Linked DNA regions of Pan troglodytes: regions 2 and 3 are each linked to region 1. Evidence: chromatin contacts called from public Hi-C and HiChIP or PLAC-seq data. All regions are on one chromosome and are shown on one strand. Each heading gives the region's core, a stretch centred on a gene start, on an enhancer-like site or on the middle of the called end of the contact. The rest is flanking DNA. Distances are from core to core; before and after follow the strand shown. Region 1 holds the start of OSR1 (odd-skipped related transcription factor 1). Region 2 holds the start of RDH14 (retinol dehydrogenase 14). Region 3 has its middle 40 kb from the start of RDH14.

Region 1 (3,812 bases), core at 636-3,135:
TGCGCAGTGCAGGCACTCGCGTCCCTCGCGCGGTGGAGCGCCAATCCCAGGTCTGCGGCCAGTCCTATGCTGGGCATTAATGAAGTGTGCAGAGTCTATTAAAGTGGTTTATTCGGGGCTAATTGAGCGTGAGCAAGTTAACTGCTTGCATTAATGAGGACGGGAGCGAACTCCACGAGCTTGCGCCTGGGGGAGCCCAGCAGCAACCCAAGAAAATCAGCCTTGACATCGAATCTCCAACGAGTGGTGACAGGCGTCCGGACCCCCGTGAAGAGGACTGACCGGCACCGGATACTTCTATAGCATTCTCCCAACAAACGAGATCTAACGAACCCATCGGCAAGACGGTCATCCGGCTGCACTTAAATGTCCGCTGCGTCCTCGGTGATCCATTCCCCAATCTTAATAAAACAGCAATTACCTCGAGGAGCCTGGGATGGAACATCTACACGCCGCCGGTCGCTGCTAGTCCCCTCCAGCGCTTCTCTTCCCTAGGGGGTTGTGAACCTGGGACACCTAGCCTTGCACGTGGTTTTGTTCCGCAGAGCCAATGCGCAGCTCTTAGCCTGGGTGAAATTTACCAAATTGTGGCAACAAAGAAACCCTCGCGGCTACTTTACACATTGAGAACCCAACCCGCTACTGCCTGAGCTGCTGAAAAAGGACTAAACGTGGTTTTTCATTCTTATCCGAGACATTTCCGAGGAGAAATTAGTTCAGCAGGCAGCCCTTCACCCCTTTCCCCCTTCTTTCTCTCCTGACGGCTGGATTAGCGGACAGTCAGGGGAGTAACAGAACTTTTCCTGTCCCCAGCCCGGAGACACTAGGGCTCCACAGAGTTTCCACTAGTGCTGTGTGTGGGTCTCGAATTGGAAAGCAGTGCTTGCGCCCACTGCATTGCCTCCCTGCACCAGGACAATCAAGGGTTCCGCTCCAGGCCTTGACGACACAGAGCAATCATCCTATGGAGAATATCCCTAAGTTAGAGCGCGAGTGCAAGGCGGGGTTCAGACTCGCGGCCCTGCGCTCTCGGGTCTAGTCGGCCTCATACTAGAGCGCAACTCCTCAAAAGACAAACTTGAACGAAAGCGCTACCGGGCTGGGGCATGCACCTGTCCCTGGCGCGGTCGGCTGCGGCTGTGGCCATTCACTCCCTCTCCCTTCCTTCTTCGTCAGCCTAGGCGTCAGCCAGAGCTAGGAGCGCGTCTCAGGAAAGTTTGTGCCCGCTGAAGTTGCTCTGGTTTCTTAAAGGGGGCCCACAGATTGACTTTCAAAGTCCGTGGGCACCTCGCCCGTAATTCCGCAGAGCCGGGCGGGCTGGCGGCAGTAGCGGAGGCCCGCCCCCCTTAATCCCCAGCGGTCAGAGGCCGAGGACCCCGCGCAGGAAGTCCTGAGGCAGCACCCCCAACCACCCTGCTCTCACTTTCACAAAAGTCCTGCAGCATTCGTTTGGCAAGAGCTTCCTTCAGGGGCATTGAGAGAGAGGAGGCACCCGCCGCGCAGTGACAAGGAACCTGGGAGTCCTGCCCGCATTCGCTTTGCTGAGCCCAGGCGCCCAGGACTGCAATTACCTTGTTCCGCAGAGGTCCTGGGGCTGAGCACGTCTCTGGGGCTTTAGCTGAAGGGGACTGGGGAAGCCGGAGGCGCTGGAGCCCACAGGCGCCCCTGGAGCTCTAGTGTCCCGACTCCTCTCCTGCCGCGGGGACTCCAAGCGCCGGACACGCGGGAGCGAGCGCTCAGCAGCCCCGGATCCTGCACGCCGGGGACGGTGAGCCTCGCTCGCTGCTCCCTCGCTGGGTCTGAACCAGGAGCAGCTGAGAACGTGCCGGGGAGAGGCCGAGCTCCGACTCACTCATCCCTTAGCACCGAGCCGCCTACTTATTTTAATCCACCACCCTCCCTCCTCCACCACCCCCACCCCCGCCCCTTGCCTCAGGATTCCTCCCCTCCCTCCCCTGCCCCCCAACCCTGCCCTGCGCCTGCGCAATGAAAGACAAAGTTTTTGCTGACCCGGGCAGCAGACTTTGGCAGCTGCTCTCGCTTGGACCCGGCCTCTCCCAACCTGCGTCCCCTCCTCTTCAGTCCCGCGCGACCCCTTCTGCCCTTTTAGTTCCAGAGCGGCACGCCTGGCGCACTGGAGGAAACGGTCCCTAGCAGATGAGAGCGGGCTGGCACCGCACGTTTCGAGGTCCTATACTTGGGCTCCTAGGACACAGCCCGTGCTCTTTGGGAGGAGGGAGGGAGGGGCAGTAGCTCTGTGCACCGGGATCCCCACACCGCGGCTTGGGTTTCAACGCACTTTGGCGCCTGACAGAGTCGCATCTCCTCCCAGAATCTCTTTCCAGAGGCGGCAGACCCCGAGTGTGGAGCAGCTCCTGGATATCCAAGCGTGCTCGGGGCCAGGGTGTTAACCCAGGCAGCGCTGGTTAATTCCTGGTGCGGGAGGGCCAGGGTCACCGAAGCAAGCGAGCTGTAACATCTGAGTGCTTATGGTTGACCCCAGACCCTAAGTTCTGGAGTCCAGTAGAAAGAACAAAGAGTAGGGAAAGGAGGTCAGGAAAGTTATTTTCCTGGGGCCCAGAACTCTCTGAGATTTCACCCCAATGCACAGTGGCACTCTCTACTTACATATTTGTTTTAGGATGGATCAGAGTTTAGAGAGCCGCACTGGCAAGCTAGACGAGCTGCAAAGTTGTCAGTTCCAGGGCCTCTGAGTCAAGGAGCTGGTTCAGGTGGAGTTTTTAATCGGAAAGGAATCAGAGTTCTGGACATTAAAAATTCTATCTTCATTGCCTAGGCATTATGGAGGGTACCATCACCCCCTTGACTACCCATCTCTGAAAGCTGACCTCCGGCTGACCCCAGCCCAATCCCTCCCTAATGCCTTTCTGGAATACCCTTCCAGGCCTTGGGTTTGGCAAGGAGGAGTCACTGGTTTCCTGGGACTTGTGTGGGTCCAGATCACACAACTGCACTCTCTGCCTTTGCCCCAGAGTTGCTGCTGAGAGACTCTTGGAGCTGGATCCTAGATTCCGTGGGTCCCTAAGTACTGTACTGCTTCTCTCCTGAGGAGCTTCTGCTATCTCCAGCTTTGGTTTGCAAAGCTAATCTGATTTTCTTGGGAGGTGAAGAAGGTTGTAATACCTGACCTAGGGAGATGGTAATGGAGACTCCCCTCCCTCAAAGGCATAGTTGAAAGAGGGTTTCCTTATATCCCCAGGCCTTTAGAACAGAATCTAGCCTCTTACCCCTGGGTAACTTCGTCTTGTTTGAGGAGGAGTAAGAGGGGGTGCAATCTTTGCTCCAACGAACAGCTCTTACCCAGTGCTTCAGGTTAGTGCAGAAGTAAGAGATTCACATAAGTTTGTCCATGCTCCTGGAATCTTAGCAGTTGCTAGGATGTAGTGACATTCTTGCTAGAATAAGAACCCTTGGAAAAGAAGAGAGCTGAGATCACACCTCCTTCCTAGAGATTCCAGAACAGCAAGCTTCAAGAGCAAGGAAAGGCCTGGAGGGAAAGTCTACACAGGGCAATGCTGAACTTTGCTGGCTTCCACCTTGGGCACAGGGAGTGTGCTTGTTCCAGCCTCAGGCTCTCCAAATAAGCAAAGCTTGGGTAACCTCCATTACCAGCAGCAAAAGTTAAGAAGTAAAAAAAAAATGCCCACACGATAGGGCCTCTGGCTGTCCAGATCACTTAGGAATAGTGGCTGGTCATTCAGGTGGGATGGAACCTCCTGGGGTGTAAATACCCAAACTCCTGCTATGCACCCCTCATAACTCAGCTGGGCTTCTTTTATGTTTCTCCTTGT
Region 2 (3,656 bases), core at 141-2,640, 790 kb before region 1:
GAAAGAACAAAGGTTAAAAGCAAGTGTTCTGGAGACAGACCACAAGCAAGTTTCTTAGCCTTCCTATGCCTCAGTTTCCTCGCGTTGTAAAATAGGGATGATAATAATGCCTACTCCACAGGGTTAGTTACTGTGTAGCTTCAATGACAGTTATAGGCAAGGACACTTCATTTTCATTTAAAACAAAAAGGAAAATCTGAAATGCTTGGCACAGCTCCTGGCATACAGATCTTCAATAATGCTGGGTATTATTTTTATTCCTGTCTCTGTATGGAGCATGACCACTGGGTTCCAAAATGTATTCTACTTGGAAATCAGGCCACAGTCCCGTTAAGGATGGTGCTGAGTTTACTGGTGGCAGCGAGCTCCTTACCCCAGCAGAAAAGGGGCAGAGGCCGGGGGAAGGAGAACTTTTTTTAAAGGACTGATATGAGGTCCTTAGCTGGCAACTTCCCCCAGTGCTCAGGGGTTCCGAAGACACAGCTTGGTGCAAATTCACTTCTGACACAGGAAAAACAATTCAGAGGCCATGGATCTACTCCGGGGCGGTCCTCACGTAACGAAATGAAACGTTCAGAAACTGGTTTATTTATTTTTCTCTTGGGCCCATTTCTTTTTCGACATCCTTGGAGGACAGAAGGCAGCCCTCCCAGTTAGTTTCTCTTTCCCTCTCAACCCTGCAGCTTCCCGGCCGCCTCAAAGTGGCTTTTTGGACTCCTCTCAGCCTCAGTGGTTCCCAAGGTGACACCCTGAACCCCAGGGCGGTCCCTCGCGGCTCAGCCCCAGCCCGCAGTCCCCTCCCACACCGTGCCCAGGCCCTCCCCACCAGCCCGGCCCCCCGAGGCCCACACCTGGAGCATTTCCTGGCAGAAGGCGCGCACCGAGCGCAGCGAGGCGAGGTCCAGCTCCCGGACTATGAGCTCGCCCACCCCGCTGACGCCGGGCTCTGGGCCGCACTCCGCGGCCTGGCGGAGCTCGCGGCGGAGCTGACCCGCCGCCTCCTCGGCGCGCGCGCGGTCCCGGCAGCCCATGATCACCCGCGCTCCCAGGCGCAGTAGCTCGGCGGCCGTGGCGCGGCCCAGGCCGCTGTTCGCCCCGGTGATCAGCACAGTCTTCCCGTGCATGAGGCCGGGGTCCCCGCCTCTGCGCAGCCGCTGGACCCTGGGCCCCACGAACCGGCGGGCCGCCAGCCACAGCGCCCCGCCCAGAGCGGCCAGTACTGCCGCCGCAGTGGCCACTGCCATCGTCAGGCCCGAGGGCCCACCGGCCCCTCCACGGGAGTTCCGGAGCCACCGCCTTGCCGGAACCCAAGAGACCACCTGTACGCGGAGAACGCTGGAGCGCGGCGGGTCGGCCCCTGACGGCGCGCGTGGGGCATGCTGGGACTTGTAGTTTCCCTCTGGGGGGCGCCTGATTGGTTGTGAGAGTTCAGCGCCCTGGGTCCGGCGCCCTCCGTGGAAGCTCCTCCCAGCCTAATGATGGAGGCTGGGCAACCAGCACAGTGTTCAGGGTGCTGGGTTTCATACGTATTGAAATCCCAGAGTAGTGGCGGACTTCCCCATGGGAATGTCTGATGAGTACTTTGAATCACAGATCTCTGTACAGGCCCTGTTACAAATGCCACTCCTCAGGGCATTTCGTGTGTTTTCCTTTGAGGGCTCCTGGGACTTGTAAATTCAGTTCAATTCACCTTCTGAGGAATGGGCCCTGACAAGCTGAAGTCTGAGGTAGGATTGTTTTTCATAGATGAGACAAAGAATTAAGCAACATGAATCAGTTGGAAATAGAATGGTCGAGTAGTTCTCAAACTTAAATGCACATCAGACTCACCTGGAGGACTTGGGGTGGGGGTTCAGGGTGGGGGAATGAAACAAAACGAAAACAAAAAACCAGGGCCCCAGTATTAGGGTTTCTAATTCAATAGGTACAGGATGGGGCCTGATAATTTGCACTTCTAACAAGTTCCCAGGTGCTGCTGCTGCTGCAGATCTGGGAACCACACTTTGAGAACCACTGAACAAGACATTATGTCATTGGTCCCTATTAAAAAAAAGAAAGCCATCTTCAAATGATCTTGACACTGGCAGAGGTACAGTGGGAAAAGCTTGGACTTATTGTAAATATAGGCTTCTGAGCAGGCCATTTACAAATGCCTCCCTGCCCTCTCCATAGGACTATTACACACAACGATGGAAGGCAAAGTGCTTGGCTCACTGTAAAATGCCTCATTAATATCAGGGTTAGTGTCACAGGGACCCTTCTTCAAGCTACAAACTTCATAGCTGTAGACCAAGCTACTTTTAAAGACTCATTCGTTCGTCTGCCTCTCCATCCAATATGTGCCTGGCCCTGCCTGTTCCCTGTTAGAGCCACAGAGAAATGGGACACCATTTCTGCTCTCAGAGTGCTTACTTTCTGGAGCTGTGATCTCCCACTTCCCACCCTCCACCCATTGCAGGTTCTCCAGACAAGGAAAAAGAACCACAGCTTGTGTAGTTTGAGACAAACTCCCCAATAATTGTGATAATCCATCTTCCACTCCCTTACATTTGGGAAGGATGTAACATGCAACTAATAGTCAGAATACAAAGAAAAAGGGATGGATTCCAGGAGGTTTCTTATGAGTAATGAGAATGGAGCTCAGAGGTGGGAAAGAGCACTCTTACTGGGGATTATACAAGGCACCAGGAACAGGAATCATGAGAGGTGGTCCTACACCACCCTATCCCCAATTTGAAGCTGCTACTCAAACTCATTGATCCCCCAGCATATGTTTCCACTTTATTGTCCTTTCTACCCATCCACATCTTGCCCATCCATCAAAATCACAGGCTACCTCAAGTCTTTCTTTCCTGACCACTTCCAGCCTATAAAGATCTCTGCTCCCTTCATGTGTGACCCTCAGGGTCATGTGTGACCCTCACTGGCACTGAAGACAAACAGCCTTCTAGTATTGGCTGTTTGAGTTTGCACATTTGACTTCCTTGACCAGATTGTTAAGGTTTCAAGTTTCCTAGAGGATAGGATTGTGTCTGCGTACCTCTTGTGGTCTTTGCATGGGAGGACACCTACAAAATAGTAGGTACTCAGTGTCACATGTCACAACTGATATATTTTGGACTGGTTTACATAAAATTAGGGAGCATCAGAAGATGTGTTTCAGCTGTGGTCTTCTCTCATCTAGAGCCAGGGGTGGAATACATATGTACAGGTGGAGTAGAGATGAAGGTGGAGGTAGAGAGAGCAGGAGAGGGTAGGAGGAAAAGAGGAGGGAGGAATCCTTAGACCTGCAGTGTAACTGCTGTGTAGTTTATGCATGGAACTTAATGAAACGATTAATCTGTACCAGATGGGTCCAAAGGCCATGAAATTAATAACTCTATTTGGAAGGGAGGAAAGAGACCTCATTATAACTTTTGAAGTAAGATTTGAATTTGAATCTAATTAGTCTTAACACTTATTAGCTCCATATCCTTAAACAAGCTATCTAATCTTTTTGAATCTTAGGCTCCTCATTGATAAAAAGGAAGGTAATAATAATACTATGTCACAAACATTTAATTTGATAAGAAAATGAAGTAACATGTGAAAATAACCAGGTCACTGTGCCTAACATATGATATATTTAATGACCAACCAATTTTTGTTGAAAACAA
Region 3 (3,936 bases), core at 657-3,156, 830 kb before region 1:
TTTTTCAGTGAATGGGTAATGCGTTAGGACATTGGAGAATACAGGCCTTAAGAAACATGAGCTTGGCTTCTTCCCAAGTATTGATGTCTCCAAACCAAAGAATTAGCCTAAATAAATTTGTTTTGAGTGACTGTGTGACCTCGAACAGCCTACTTTCCCTTGGTCAGCTAGATGTGTTTCCTACAAACTGAAGAGCTTAGATGAGCTGCTCTTTCAAGTCCCTTCCAGGACACAGAGGCCCTTCCCAAGAACTCAACACAGGAAAGCTGGCCTCTGCCCCCAGAAGCTTCCAGGCGAAGGAGAACAGTCAAGGAGCCAAAGTCCTAGGTGCTCCGCTGGAGGGTGACTTCCACTCACACCAATCTTCCAAAACCTAGGGACTTGGGACCGAGCAGCGGCATTATATCATTTCCAGGCAAAGCCCAAGTTCTGTCTTCAGTACACACGGTCTCTTTTCGCATTTTGCGCAACATCATTTGCTGCTTCATCTGACCTAACTCAGTGAGTTTCTTGATTTTAATGTGTGTAGAAATTACTTATTGGAGAATTTTATTAAACATGCACATTCTTAAGCCTGGCGTCCAGTGATCCTCTTTTGGGAGGCCTGGGCAAGGGCCACGACGTAGGCACGCTTCACAGGCACCCAAAAGATTCCCATGCAGCAGTGACCCATGAAACATGCTTTGAGGAACACTCATCTGATGGTTCTGGAGTGGGGTTGGTCTCCCTCACAGACTCAGGCTCCTGGGAGCCAGGGACTCATTTGACATTGCAATGAAACAGAGAACATGGAAAGGGACATGCCATGTAGTCAATCCAAATTGGATGAGTAAGTGAATCAATGAATGACTAAGGCACATGCAATACGGAAGGTCATTGTCACCATGAACTGAGACTTTCCGGCAGTGTTGGAGAAGGTAAGGGGAGTGGGAGACGTGGTACAAGACAGGCTTCAAAGCTGGGTCTCTGATGGGTCACCAGAAACAGTAGGGTCCTTGTAAGGCAATGCTTCTTCTCTAGCAGACACATTTATCCAGAGGGAGTCTGTCAGCCTCCATGATATTTTAAGCTGCATCCCTCAAAATGTCATAAAGGAGGATTAAAGTATAAATGATTGTCAGTTCACTCCTGTCCTCCTGGTACTGCGCTGAGCATCTCAGGCTGTTTGGAAGACAGGGGCAGCAAGGGAGGGGAGGAGCAGGGGAGGGCCTTAAAATGTGACTGAACAGAGCCTGCAGAGAATGAGGAGCTCTGGTGTGTCTTGCGGGGCTAACGCAGTTCACAGGCTGCTACTTTTTTGTGACATAGCTTTTATGGGGGGAGAGCCAGAATATTAAGCTCATTGCTTCCAGATGGGAAGGTTGGACAAGACAGAGAGGCTTTGGCTCCGAAAGCTTGGACGCTGTGGTGCGATATGGATGTGACATATTGAAGTAATCGAGATAGAAGATCTGGCTTTAGCCAAGGCTGTCAGATAGATACTTTTTAAAACATTACATGGTTTGTAACAAGGTATTGTGTATCCTCACAGAAACCCTGCCGCCTAGGTCTCTGGGAAGGCAGTGGGGGGAAAAGTGTGCTTATTTTGCTTGAGTTACTAAAGCTCCTTTTATATATGAGGAATTTGGCATCTCCTGGCTGGGAACGGCTGAGCCAACAGTGTCCGATGCACTTGTAATGTAGATCATGCTAGTGACTTGCTAAGTGAGTCCAGGTGTTTGCATAAGAGGCAGGGTCCTAAGCACCTCCTTATTTGAGCCCCGAAGCAATCATGGCCCAGTGCCTCAAATGAGCCTCAAATCTGTTTAATAAATCATCCTTCTATTTATAGAGTTAATCCAGGGAGAAAGCCTCCGTGTTGTCTGGTGGGGCATGTGCCACCAGAGGGCGCCCGATGTCTGCCTCATTCCATCAGAGTGGCTCTCTTGCTGTATCAGGGGTTTTGCCTCCCCTGCAAGCTCCTTTATCCAGTCCTTTCCTTCCTAAGCTTTCAGGCCCTGGATGGCATACCTATGGATCAAAGCCAGGTGGGGCAGGGAGAACCCCCAGACCCTTTCACGAGGGACCCTTTCTCCTCCAGTGTCTTCAGTGAGAACTTCCCTCTGGGCCAGCCTGCCCATGCACGCTATGGAAAGGGAGAGAAGGCCCTGCCTCATTTGGAAATCCTGAGTTTGCAATGTGCTGGTTTACTTGCAATTCTCATGTTCAGAGAGAGTGGGCCCCTTCCCTGGCTAACTTCACACCTGAGAACATGTCGGGGCATCCCTGCGGACCCAGTGTCTGCTTCACATTTCAAAGGCTGGGAACTGTTAAGCTTGTATTTTGATTAAAATTTTGTATTAGCGCCCCCCCCCCTTCAATGTAATTTCAGGATATTTAATTTCAACCAATCATCTGAAGGAAAGTGGGGGGAGGAGGTATCTGATGTGAAACAGCACACGGGGAAAGCCAGCCAAGTTAGAAAATAGAGCAGCTCGGGGCTGTGTCGATGTGACAACTGAAGTCTCTTTTGTTCTCTCAGGCAGGGTCTGAAACCAAAGCCCCTCAAGGACAGGAGATCTACCTCTGGGCTTGGAATCAAGAGGACCAGTCCTTTTGGGAGGCCTCCCTGCTACCTTTGGGGCCTTTGGCAAGTCCCTGAAAGTTTCCAGGTTTCAGCCACCTATTTGGGCTCTGGGGAGAGGAATGCCTACCATTTGCCTCTGGCTCTGGGATTTTAAAAGGAAAAACAGCAGAGTCTTTGGAAAAACCAATCTCTGAAGACCCAGGGTGAACATTAGTTACAACACCCTAGCTTCAAGGTGATGTAAACTTCAGGTACGGAGGTTACACTCAGAGGAATAAAGGAGCATTCGTCAAACATGAGCTCCCCTCGATTGTGGTCTAGGGTGGAGACTAGTTATTCAAGTGTGTGTGGGCCCAGGCAGGCAATGAAAATGTAATTATGGGGGAACGCCCGGCTCAGAACAGGCGTAGAGTAAATAGTTGTTGTTGACTGACTGAAGGAATAAAAGTGGGTCTGATATAAGACAATAGGGAATGGTACAAACCTTGTCAAACTGGAAGGTACATGACTTGAATTTGATGTTCAAACTATTGCTTTTTAAAACACTAGTTTAAACATCTTCTGGCCCTAGAGCTACCAATTTGTATCTCTGTATCCACTTTTATATATTTTAGGCCCATTTAAAAGACCAGGAAAGGAGGAAAATAAATCTAGCAGTATAGGACGTTCTTAATCTTGTCAGTTAACCCTAATTTTAACACCCCATCTCTGTTTGTCATTCTACTTAACCACTTTGGATTAAGCAAATTCAGTCACTTTGGAAATAGTACATGTGGATGGTACCTTATAGGATGAAGGACCGTAACAATATTCTCTAGCGCCAGCCTCTACCTCCACAGGGGGACAGACTGATGAGCCAGATCAACTCCTGCATCTTCTTCCTCAAGGAAAGCCCCCATCAATAAAACCACAAGGTTACAGTGGAGCCAGAGGGAGAGCTGGCCTGAGTTGAGACCTCCTCATGGAACTCATGGCTTCAGTTTCCTAAAATGGGGATTGTACTCCCCTAGCTCTCCTTGCTTCACAGAGCTGTTTGTGACAACTCATGAGTAATGTTATGTGAAAGGGCTTCGCACACTGCAGTGTGCTGAATAAATATAAAGAGTCCATGCTATCCAATTTGGAGACAGAAATTAGAGGACTCCTCCTCACACTAGTTAAGTACATCTCTTAAATTGCTTGGACTGTTGGCGTGGTTCTCGCCAGAGTTGAATATAATTCCTCTGTTGATGGGTCAGCCTTTATTTCCCCCAGTGCTGTTTCTTACTTGAGTTAATGAGTCCAAAGCTCATGTTTGCATGCTACCTCTGACCCTCACTAAGTGCTCACCTGTAGCTCTGCCCTGTCCTCAGAATGATGTGACCCTCAGG

Evidence for each region. A called contact is a pair of places that touch in the nucleus more often than the background predicts. HiChIP or PLAC-seq counts read pairs in DNA pulled down with a chosen protein or histone mark.
Region 2: an H3K4me3 HiChIP or PLAC-seq map of stem cell-derived excitatory neurons shows a contact between it and region 1, with 19 times the contacts expected there. The contact joins the promoter of RDH14 here to the promoter of OSR1 in region 1.
Region 3: a Hi-C map of induced pluripotent stem cells shows a contact between it and region 1, with 4 times the contacts expected there. The contact joins the enhancer-like site here to the promoter of OSR1 in region 1. A contact is called at or near these places in 4 of 7 Hi-C or Micro-C datasets (blood, induced pluripotent stem cells and stem cell-derived neural progenitor cells), 1 of 1 datasets of contacts at active chromatin or transcription factors (stem cell-derived excitatory neurons) and 1 of 1 other capture datasets (stem cell-derived neural stem cells).

What each region holds. Positions count from the first base shown.
Region 1 is chr12:103,521,182-103,524,993 of NHGRI_mPanTro3-v2.0_pri, reverse strand. OSR1 (odd-skipped related transcription factor 1) reads right to left here and starts at 1,885. Exons shown (of 5, transcript XM_001137836.6): 1 at 1,572-1,885.
Region 2 is chr12:104,313,636-104,317,291 of NHGRI_mPanTro3-v2.0_pri, reverse strand. RDH14 (retinol dehydrogenase 14) reads right to left here and starts at 1,390. Exons shown (of 2, transcript XM_003308897.6): 1 at 852-1,390. The coding sequence starts at 1,244. It overlaps NT5C1B (5'-nucleotidase, cytosolic IB), which reads right to left. Exons shown (of 9, transcript XM_009442054.3): 9 at 3,601-3,656.
Region 3 is chr12:104,353,956-104,357,891 of NHGRI_mPanTro3-v2.0_pri, reverse strand. No RefSeq gene overlaps it. Among named protein-coding and RNA genes, the nearest start is that of RDH14, 40 kb to the right of the region's middle. Within about 2 kb of position 1,906, at least 3 of the 24 cell types and tissues checked have an H3K27ac peak or open chromatin away from gene starts, as enhancers often do. A contact at or near this core is called in induced pluripotent stem cells and stem cell-derived neural stem cells, where this site is marked.